2 separate regions of the Mus musculus genome follow, and region 1 is linked to region 2. The links are chromatin contacts, called in public ChIA-PET maps. All regions are on one chromosome and are shown on one strand. Each heading gives the region's core, a stretch centred on a gene start, on an enhancer-like site or on the middle of the called end of the contact. The rest is flanking DNA. Distances are from core to core; before and after follow the strand shown.

The links. ChIA-PET counts read pairs in DNA pulled down with a chosen protein or histone mark.
Region 1: an RNA polymerase II ChIA-PET map of memory CD8 T cells shows a contact between it and region 2, with 17 read pairs. The contact joins two enhancer-like sites. A contact is called at or near these places in 3 of 39 promoter capture datasets (frontonasal cranial neural crest, liver and second pharyngeal arch cranial neural crest), 2 of 115 datasets of contacts at active chromatin or transcription factors (bone marrow-derived macrophages and memory CD8 T cells) and 2 of 9 other capture datasets (embryonic stem cells and liver).

Annotation. Positions count from the first base shown.
Region 1 is chr17:86,956,763-86,961,568 of GRCm38.p6, forward strand. LOC115488765 (hapless 2-like) reads left to right here. Exons shown (of 3, transcript XM_030250169.1): 2 at 1,216-1,298. Among named protein-coding and RNA genes, the nearest start is that of Rhoq, 3.9 kb to the right of the region's middle. Within about 2 kb of position 1,424, at least 59 of the 459 cell types and tissues checked have an H3K27ac peak or open chromatin away from gene starts, as enhancers often do. A contact at or near this core is called in memory CD8 T cells, where this site is marked.
Region 2 is chr17:87,343,081-87,348,123 of GRCm38.p6, forward strand. Ttc7 (tetratricopeptide repeat domain 7) reads left to right here. Exons shown (of 20, transcript NM_028639.3): 15 at 3,461-3,621. Among named protein-coding and RNA genes, the nearest start is that of Gm52284, 39 kb to the left of the region's middle. Within about 2 kb of position 1,436, at least 97 of the 459 cell types and tissues checked have an H3K27ac peak or open chromatin away from gene starts, as enhancers often do. A contact at or near this core is called in memory CD8 T cells, where this site is marked.

The DNA.
Region 1 (4,806 bases), core at 174-2,673, 390 kb before region 2:
CCTGGTTTGTTTCTGTTAACTGTGCGTTTCCTGTGGTGGCTGCAGCGTCCCACCCACATGTAAGTGCCGTCCCTTATAACATTCGGAAACAGTTTTTTTTTTTGTTTTTGTTTTTTGGTGTTTTGTTTGTTTGTTTTGAAAGGAAATAAAACTGTAATTCATGTAATGTATGTTAAATAGCCCAAAGAGTTGTTTCTGAGCTTTGAAACCTGGGGCTGAGAACATAGCAGAACAGACCAGGACATGCCCGGGCAAGCCCATCGCCTCCCTAGCTCCCACCCCTCTGACCTAAGTTAAACATTACAGACTGCTGATGTTTAAATGGACCAATCATGTGAAACCGTGCCAATTCCTCCCCCAGCCCCACTCCTTTTCTATAAAAACCCCTAGCTTCCAAGCCTCGTGGTCGAATCCACTGTCTCCTGTTATGTGAGATACGTTTCGACCCGGAGCTCCGCCATTAAAAAACCTCTTCTTGTTACATCAAGGTGTTGTGTTCTATTCGTGATTCTTGGGTGCACGCTGAATCGGGAGCTGAGTGGGGGTTTCCCCACTGAGTTCTTTCAGTTTGTCTTGCTGGACACCTGAATTTTGTTATTTAAAAATACAGATTTCTTTTACCCAGCAGTGTTTATAGTGAACTTGCTCCTTCCGAGGCTTGTTTCTAAACCTTGTTGGGGAAATCTCTAAAGTCACATTGACACTAGAGCTATATATAACCGATCTACTGAAGCTGCCATTGAATTCCTTGGACTCTTGAAGTCACTACACTGGCTTGGTTGAAACCCAAACATCTCCTGGATTATTGTGAACCTTTGTCCTTTGCTGACAGTCCACATAGGCAACTTGGTAGTCAGTAACAGACCAGGGGACAAGGGGCCCCTCCTATAGAAAGTTAGGGAGGCAGCAGGGCTTACACTACTCTGTCCCTTTCTCCAGGAACTTGACCCTGGACTACATACAGTTTAGTATTTGAGAAACAACAGTTTTATGCAATTGGTGCCATTTTCAAGTTACTTACATTAAGAACAGTCCGGTTCTGTTGCTTGCTATGGTAGAAGTGGATAAGGCTACATTGCTTACATGAGGGACATTCAGTGGGGTTATCTGCTTGCCCGATGCCCCTTCTCAGGAGGCTGGTTCCAAGCCACAGAAACCATGGCTGATTAAACAAACAAACAAAAAAAAAGGTGTGGAGACTCCCAAGTGAGCCAGAGAGAGCATACGGGGTAGCAGAGAGACTAGAGGAACTGTTGAAGATCGACGTGATGTCCAGCACACACCTCAGAGCTTTTCCGGTAGGAAAACCACTCCCAGCACCGTCGCTGTCCCCCGGCTGTCCACAGTCTGTGTGTACACCTGTCACTTTGAACCAGGAACGTAAGCATGCCAACCACATCCACAACCACCGCCCGCTCTGAGGTGCCACTTCCCATGTCAGGAACTGCCTTACGTAGCCACCACTGAAGCTGGGCCTCCAGGGGGTGGGGCCTATAGTTAACCCAAGTTTCACTAACTTCCTAACGCTGCGGACCCTGTAATACAGTGGCTCATGTTGTGGTGAGCCCGAACCATAAAATTATTTTCATTGCTACTTCATGCCTGAAATTTTGCTACTGTTATGAATCGTAATATAAATATTTGATAGGCAGGATATCTGAAATTTGACCCCCAAAGGTGTTGCAACCCACAGGTTGAGATCCACTGAACTAGAAGCTGCTTAACATTCAAAATGTGTTTCTGAAGTTCACTGACCAAAACATCCACTGTGACAGAATAGGGACAGATGAGTTGGGCTGGTATATGTCATTGCCACCACCTATATCTACATACCTCAAGTATCTGTCACTTCTGAGCCAGAAACTCAATTACTGCACTCTCAGTACTGAAGCATGGGATAAAATACTGATTTCATTTCTCAGGCAAATTTGTGACCCATCTTTCTTTGAAGTTTATGGAAGGGAACAATTTCCAAATTATATTTCCAGCAATCTCCAAGGAATTATAATATTATATAATAATATGTCCAGCCCTCTCCTCCAGCTGAGCAGTGGATGGTTGATAACACAGGTCACAATGACTGCTTTCCTATGCTTAGGCAGAGTGGAAGGCAGAAGACTGAAAACAAAAAAAGTCCCTAAGGACACATGAGCTTGGTACGGGGTATAGCCTGAATTTCTGGGAGGTGCTAAACTGGAAAGGGGAATCTAGTTACATTCATTTGGAAATGAAAGCCAAGTGAGGTGATTTTATTAGATTTGCTCATTAAGGTCCAACGACTTTTAAGAACTCGACACCATGTTTAAGCCATTAGTACCTCAGCTCAAAATTCGGTACAATGTATGTTACCAGAAAAAGGGATGCAGACGGGAAGGCAAGAGTGTGTAGGAAGGGGAAGCACAGGTCTGATACGTGGCCAGAGGCTGTGACTTGTCAGTAGAGTGCGGGTGGCAGGAGACACCTCCGTGCTTATGTGGCTCCATCTGAAGACAGGGACAGTGTGGAAGGAGACAATCGTTTTACTTCCTTATTGATCACTTCTCAGAATGAGCTTCAGGGAGGGAAGGGAGACACCACAGAGGTTTGGAGTGAGCCTGGGCTCCATCTTGTCTACCTCCACACTGGACCTGACACACACATCTCCCATTGAAGCTGTCATTTCCACTGCACCTTCGGAAGACCTAGGGACTCGGCTGAGCAGCAACCAAGATGTGATGGATGCCTCTCCGGCAGAGATTCTCCTTCTTAACTGCTGTCTATCACGTCAGAATTACAGAATCTAGTCAGAATGAAGGCTGGGCCTCGGAAGTAAAGGCTGAAGACATCCAAAGGGTCCCAACCCCTTCTCACGATGATGGTTTTATGAATGGAGTATAGCCCCAGTGTTAGGTAAAAGCCACCCAGCATTTCACTGGCTACCCTGACTGGCTTAAGGATGAAGTGAATTTAAATTATCAGATGAAGTCTAAGGCTTTAGTTTAATTAGTCAAGGAAAACCTGCTGGTCAGAGTGGCAAACAGAAGATGTAAACCCTCCTCAGGCTGTTACCAAACTCCATGGATACTGTCATGTGACCATTCTTGAGCCTCACTCTCTTCTTCATGCTCATGGCAATCCATTGCTTGCTCTTACACACTCTCTCCCCAACTCTGCCTGACCTTAGCTCTAGTCTCCAAACCCATACCCTAGGCCCTGAGTGGCCTCAAGTGACAGGCCGAGATCTGTCATTTTCCTTATCTGCTATCTTTGCTGTTTTGTCATGGAACACACAGCAAGTAGCATGAGCTTGGAAGCGCACCTTTCAAACCCTAGCCCTGCTACTCAGCTGGGAGACTGAGCAAGGTTCTGACTGTCTTTGTGTGTTTCTTACCTTGGCTATCATGCGAACACGATAAGAGTCAGAATTCCTTTGGTTATCAGAGGCTAAAAACTAACTTCAACTCATTCGGCAAAAAGGAGAGCTGAAATAGTTCAATCTGCCCATCTGAAGGAGCCAGTAAGGACTCAGGGACAGGAGGGTCACAAACTTAAAAGGGGGGTGGGGACTCAGGCAGGATGTGTAAGAGGAAAGCCTCCAGTCAAAGCGCCTGATGGCAGACGTGAGGCAAATGGTGCTGACCTAGGCAGATGGACTAATAGCTGTCTACGAGTCCACGAGTCTTATCTTGCAGAGTCATTTCAGAAATAAAGTAAGATTATCTCCATCGCTGACCACCAAGTACTGAGTGACACACAGGTACCGCACACAGCAGCACGCGGCCAATCACTCCCTTGTTCACCATGCCCTTGCTTTTAGGACCTCTGCTCACCTACATGATGCCTTTGTCTCTTGCTATCGAGATGGAGATACGTTCTCTGAATGTACGCAGCCCAGCGGGATAAGGTTTGACAAATAACCTGTCCACTTCAGATGATCCGAATGCCCGAGAAGTTCTGCGCTGCCCTTCCTCGGCCAGCATGCACTGTCTGCTTTCCCCAGGCCTCTTCCTATGACCTCAGAGCCCCAGGCCAATCATACCGTAACTTTGCAAATCCTTCCACAGCACACCCACAGCTATGCGCTGCTGCCTCCCCGGCTCCTCCAGAAGTCTGTTCTTTATTCCCTCCCACAGTACTGATTACATTATGTAGCAACTATCTGTTTTCCCATCAGCTCCTTCCCGCTCCCCCTCTAGTGACTGTGACTTGCCAGCTCGATGTCCCCTGCCCAGGAAGAAAGCCTGGCTTCTAGTCGACCTCAATTCATGCTTGTTAAGTGGAATATTGAATGAGGAGGAGGAAGGAAGGAGTAGAGGAAAAAGAGAAGGCGGCCTAGACGGGCTCACTGTTCTCACACAGACCTGTGTCTGTTTCAGTGTTCACAGTTCAAACAAAAGGAAAAGAGCAGAGGCCTCTGGGATGCCCAGAAACAAAGTTGTTTCCTGTGCCCGAGTCCTTGACATTTGAGAACTGTTTTTGGTTTTGTTCTGTTTTACCACTTGGGCATTCTCTTTTTTGCCCATGGGAAACTGAGGGTCTTGCAGAGGTCTAACTATTCCAGTTGAAGAGTGCATGGACTGTCAAGGCAGTGTTCTAGAGTGGGCCCGCCCCGCCCCCACATCCACCAGGTGTGACTGTCCCCAGAGCTCTAATATTCTTGGCAGTCTGTCTGGCATCACTGTGGGCCAAGGGAATGAGGTCACTGTCGCCAATGAAGTCACCACCACATGATTCATCCCACATCAGTCCCCAACTCGGAGTGTACTCTGAGAGTCTCAGAGCTTCTCACAAGCCATCCAGGACCCGGGGTCCCTGTAAGATGAGCTC
Region 2 (5,043 bases), core at 186-2,685:
AAAACTGAGGCTCTTCTAAGCCTAGGAACTGTTGGAGCCAAGGGTCTTTGCTCCGAAGTCCATTCTGCCCCAGCCAAGGACCTCCTGGTCCCCTTGGAGATAGGACCCTTGATCCCTGCCATACCTAGCCTTTGAGCAGCTCGGCTGTCTCTTCTGGCCCAAGGGCAGTGGACTCTGCCTTCCTCCCCCTCTTCTTCCCCTGGAGCCCGCTTTTCTGACCTCACTGTGTGTTAAGCCTCACTACTGAAAGCCCTTCCTTCTTGCCTTCCCTGGACTCCTCATGCCCATGCAGCCTGACTTGTCAGTCTGAGCCCGTCTCTCAGTTCTTCCCTCCCATGTCCCCTCCCGCTCCTACTGCCTGCTGTCTGCTTCTCCTCCCCCGTGACTCATTCACCACTTGGTCACCTCTGCCCTTTGGCCACCTCTGCCCTTTGGCCACCTCTGCCCTATACCCGTCCTGACTCTCAGGCCCTGGCCTAGGCCCTGCTTGCTGCATACCTCTCCTCTGGAGATATCACATAGCTTCTGGAAACAGATGGAAAGTTACCTGAGACTGCTCTATTTTTAGCCATCTGTAAAGGAACCTGGGAGTTTGTCTTGCCAAGCTCATGAAGGATAAGCCTTCCGTGGTGCATTTTTTTAATCTCTTCAGTTATCTGCCTATCTTGATGAATAGTGCCCATCTTCCAAAAGCAGTGCTGGTCAGGCCAGTGGAAGCCGGTGCTCCGTTTCCTCAGGGACACCAGGTCTAGAAAGCCTCAGAAGGTTGAGGGCCTTGAGTGGGTTCTTAAGCTAGAATCTTCACCCATTTGGGTCTCTGCAACCCTACCTTCTGGCTCTCTCTGCCTAGAGCATGGCTGGCTGCCCTGATCTATGACATCTGGGGATTTGGAGGGTCTGGTCTGATGAATCACTGGACAGGACCAGACTTGGAGAGTCACATGAACTAAGATGGTAGCCACACCAATCTTAGCTGCTTCTTCATGTTCCTGACCTATGCACAATTCTAGACCTGGCACTTGGTGCCTGTAGCCTCCTCCGAGGCCATAAGGAGACCATTGATGAAGCTGGCCCAGTGAGACTCCAACGCACCACAAGGAATACATGAGGCCGGTGTGAGCAGGACTCTTAGAAGTGTCTGCAGAGGTCGATGGTAGAACACATGCTTAGCATATGAGAGGCCCTGGGTTCAGTCTCCAGCATAGCATTAAAAAAAAAAATTGAGCCTTATTGTGGACGGAACCTAAAGCAGAAGTAATACAGTTGCCAGTGGGCATTCACCCTTGGGGTAGCAGGGAGAAGCCTCCAGTTCCTTTGTTGTGGGGTCTTGGGGGGCTTAAGTGGGGAACACAGACGGGTGCTCTGTAGAGTGTGTATCATACCTCAGCCTCCGAGCAACCACGGGTTGCCTGTCTGACCACATCCTACTGCAGAGGAAATGCAGACCAGAGGGGTGTTCCTGCCTCACCCTAGGTACCAGCAGAGCAGTGTGGTGCACACGCTACACCCTACTCAGGAGCCAAAACGTTTGGCCCTGTGAGATTGTGAGAGGGGACGGTGTTTCTCCATCGGTGTCCTGTAAAGTTGTTTTCCTTGCTGTGGTGAGCATGAACAGAGCGATGGAGGAGCCTGGTATGTGCTGGGCTTGTTGTAGCCGGCACACTGCCTAAACGGGCCAACCTAACCCTCCTCCTTCCGGCCTGGTGACAAGTCTCTCCCAGCCCTCTCTTCTGGTTATGTAGCCGTGGTGTCCACAACCACCAGGGATAGGTCGGTGGCTGAGGAGGAGGCATCCTACAGGAGCAAGGCTTTGCAGTGAGGGCAGCTTTTACTGAGTCAGCAGGGAGAAGAAGCCGCGTGCGTGCGTTCTGGGAACCTGAGCTGAGCTGGACAGCCAGTCTGAGGAGGGAGGTGATGGGATGCCACCGTAGTACTCTGAGCCTGCAGTGTAGGAGAGTTAGCTTACATCAGAGATTCTCAACCCCTGTGGTGGGTTGCAACCACCACAGTTGTCACATATCAGATATCCTGCATATCAGGTATTGCGATTCATTACAGCAGAATTACATTACAGCAAAAAAAAAAAATGCAGTTATGAAGTAGCAATGGAATAATTTTACAGTTGGGGACTGTATTAAAGGGTCATAACATTAGGAAGGTTGAAAACCACTCCCCTACACTGAGCCCCGCATTAGCAGGCTGATGGGTCTTAGCAGCCTGTCCTAACCAGATCTGAAAGGCCAGCCCCTCAGGATGGGGCTGCTCAGACAGACAAGAGGTTAAAGGACACACAAGCACATCCAGCTGTGTGTACCGGGCCAGCTTGATTCACCCCAGTGCAGCATGGGCCTAACCTACAGGAAATGAATTACAGGAGGCAGGAGCTCCGGGGGATAAGAGGCCCAGATCTTTCAAATTGGCAAATAAGATGTTGCTTTCTCTATCGGCCTAATAGTCTCCAAAGAGCATGCTGTTTTGATTCAGATAGCAGGTGGCAGGTAGCCCCAGGTTCCCTGGAAGCAAGAGATCACCTTGCATGTGTTTGCTGAAGAAGGAGGAGGTAGTGAAGGGTGGGCACACACCAGGACAACCCAGCCTCCTTTAGTAGGTGCGTGTTTCCACTGGTGACGATCAGAATTTCCTTCACTCCTTAATATCTGTGGAAACATCCCAGGCCCTGTGGAGGGTTCTCAGGTCAGCCCATGTGAGGAGATTCACTGAACTTTCTGACCTCTGTGGTCCAGCCAGGGCAAGGGTGAAGGTACCTGGTAGAATCAGACAGAGAAAGATCACAGAGATCTTACGATCCATCCTGAGACACGCTGGGCTCCATAGAGCTTCCTCAACAGAGGAGACTATCAGATTTTTTTTCCCCAATCCCAGCTAGGAGCGAGGATTTGGTAAGGCAGCAGAGGCAGGCTTGTGTTATCTTCCTTGCCTGTCTGTCTGCAGGACTCAAAGCAGTGGGAGCCCGTGGTCCTTCGCTCCACACCAGGGAGGCACACCCAAGCTGTAAACACTTGGGCTCTGTATGTCAGCAGGTCTGCCCCACCAGAGGGAGGGAAAAGCTTTGCCTCAACTGCGGCACTTCTTAGACTCTTTCCATGGCTTCCTTGGCCATGATGCGATCTGGCCTCACCTTCCCTGTCTAACCTTACTAAAGAACAATACTTAATTATAAAGTCGAAAAACACAGAGTACGAAAACCGAGACCGCCGTCTAGCTGGGCCGCACACTGCTTTAGTCATGCTGTCCCACCTACCTGGAGCGCCCCCTGAGTGGACTCTGTTGACCCCATTAGCCAAGCTCTGGGAAGGGGCTTCCCCTTGTACCTAAGGCTCCCTACTCTTTCCATTCAAGATGCTTGCTTCTGGTGTCCCAGGCTGACTTGAGGAGGACTGAGCCATTCCTTGCTGGAATCAGAGTCTAAGGTCCCTAAACTGGCGGTCTCTCCCGGCAGATCTCCAGCGCCATGGAGCGTCTTCAGGAGGCCCTGACGATGTGCAGGGATGATGCCAATGCCCTCCACTTGCTAGCGCTGCTCTTCTCTGCCCAGAAGTATTACCAGCACGCCCTGGACGTCATCAATATGGCCATCACCGAGCATCCTGAAAATTTCAAGTGAGTCTCCTGGGGTCACTGCTGCGTGGAGGGCTGGCTTGGTCACTGCATGGCTGCCTGTGTACGTCTCAGCCTGACACATTGCCAGCCAGTACACAGGGTAAAGTGTCCACTGCATAGACACTGTGAGCAGAGCAACAAGGACACATAGGAAGGGCAAGGGGCTGTGGCGTTATGCAGAGGGTGCTTGGTGGGGACTGGTGAACTTGTGGGGCTCCTGGGCCCTGCATAGAGGCTGTGGGCTCAGAGGGGAGAACTGTTAGATTGCATGTGCAGTATACCACTTCCATCCAATCCTCGAGTCCTGAGGGCACCACTTGGTAAGGCGTGTGCCTTAATCATGACCCTAGCACAGCCAGCCAAGGATGAAATCCTAAAGCTAGCTGGCCTGGTGGAGGGCAAAGGAAACATCCATACTGCATCCATTTCTGGAAGCTGGGGGAATAGTAATTTCCCTTCAGGGTGGCCCTGACCCTTCATGTTTACTGCACCAACCGCAAGCCCTGCTTCTTGGAGCAGGGTTCACGTTGCACTGGGTCAGAGAGCAGCAGGTAGGGTAGAATTGGGTCTCTTTCCCCTACCCACCATAAAGTGACCTACTGTCATCCAACCAGGACAGCAGGGTCAGCCAAGGCAGAAGCCACATCATGGCTCTGTGAGGAAATCTAGGGGGAGGCCATGTTTGATGACCCCCTGAGCCTCTTCCCTTCATCTCCTTGCCCAGACTGTCTGCTGTCTGTAATCTAAACTACTCCCAGCCCAGTCCCTGATCCTGTCTGGTCCTCTCCACATACCCCGCTCTCCTGCCCCAGTGGGTTCCAGCTGTCCAGCTGTCCCAGCTGTAGAGCATGTGTCCACTTTGATAGTTCGTCCCTGAATTAGAAGATAGCTCCGGTTCTGAGCCTTGCTCCATCCAGCCTTGGAGAAATGACAATTCAACTTTAATAAGACAATTCAAAAATTCTAACCCACAGATCAAGCAGGTCTGGGCAACGGGAAGCCCAGGTGGAATACAGTAATACCAGGTGGTAGTTTTATTTTATTTATTTTTAATTTACACGTGTGCAATGACAAACACATGGATGCCAATAGGACACCTCAAGGTGGCCAGTTCTCTCCTGTCAGGTGAGTCCTGGAGATGGCGCTCAGGTGTTCAGGCGCTTCAGTTGGCGAATGCCTTTATCTGTTCAATTATCTTCCCAAACCTGTGGGGTTTTTGTTTATTTGTTTTTGTTTTTAAGGTTTCTTTATTTATTTTATGCATATGAGTACACCACCATTGCTCTCCTCAGACACACCAGAAGAGGGCATCGGATCCCATTATAGATGGTTGTGAGCCACCATGTGGTTGCTGGGAATTGAACCCAGGACCTCTGGAAGAGCAGTCAGTGCTCTTAACTGCTGAGCCATCTCTGCAGCCCC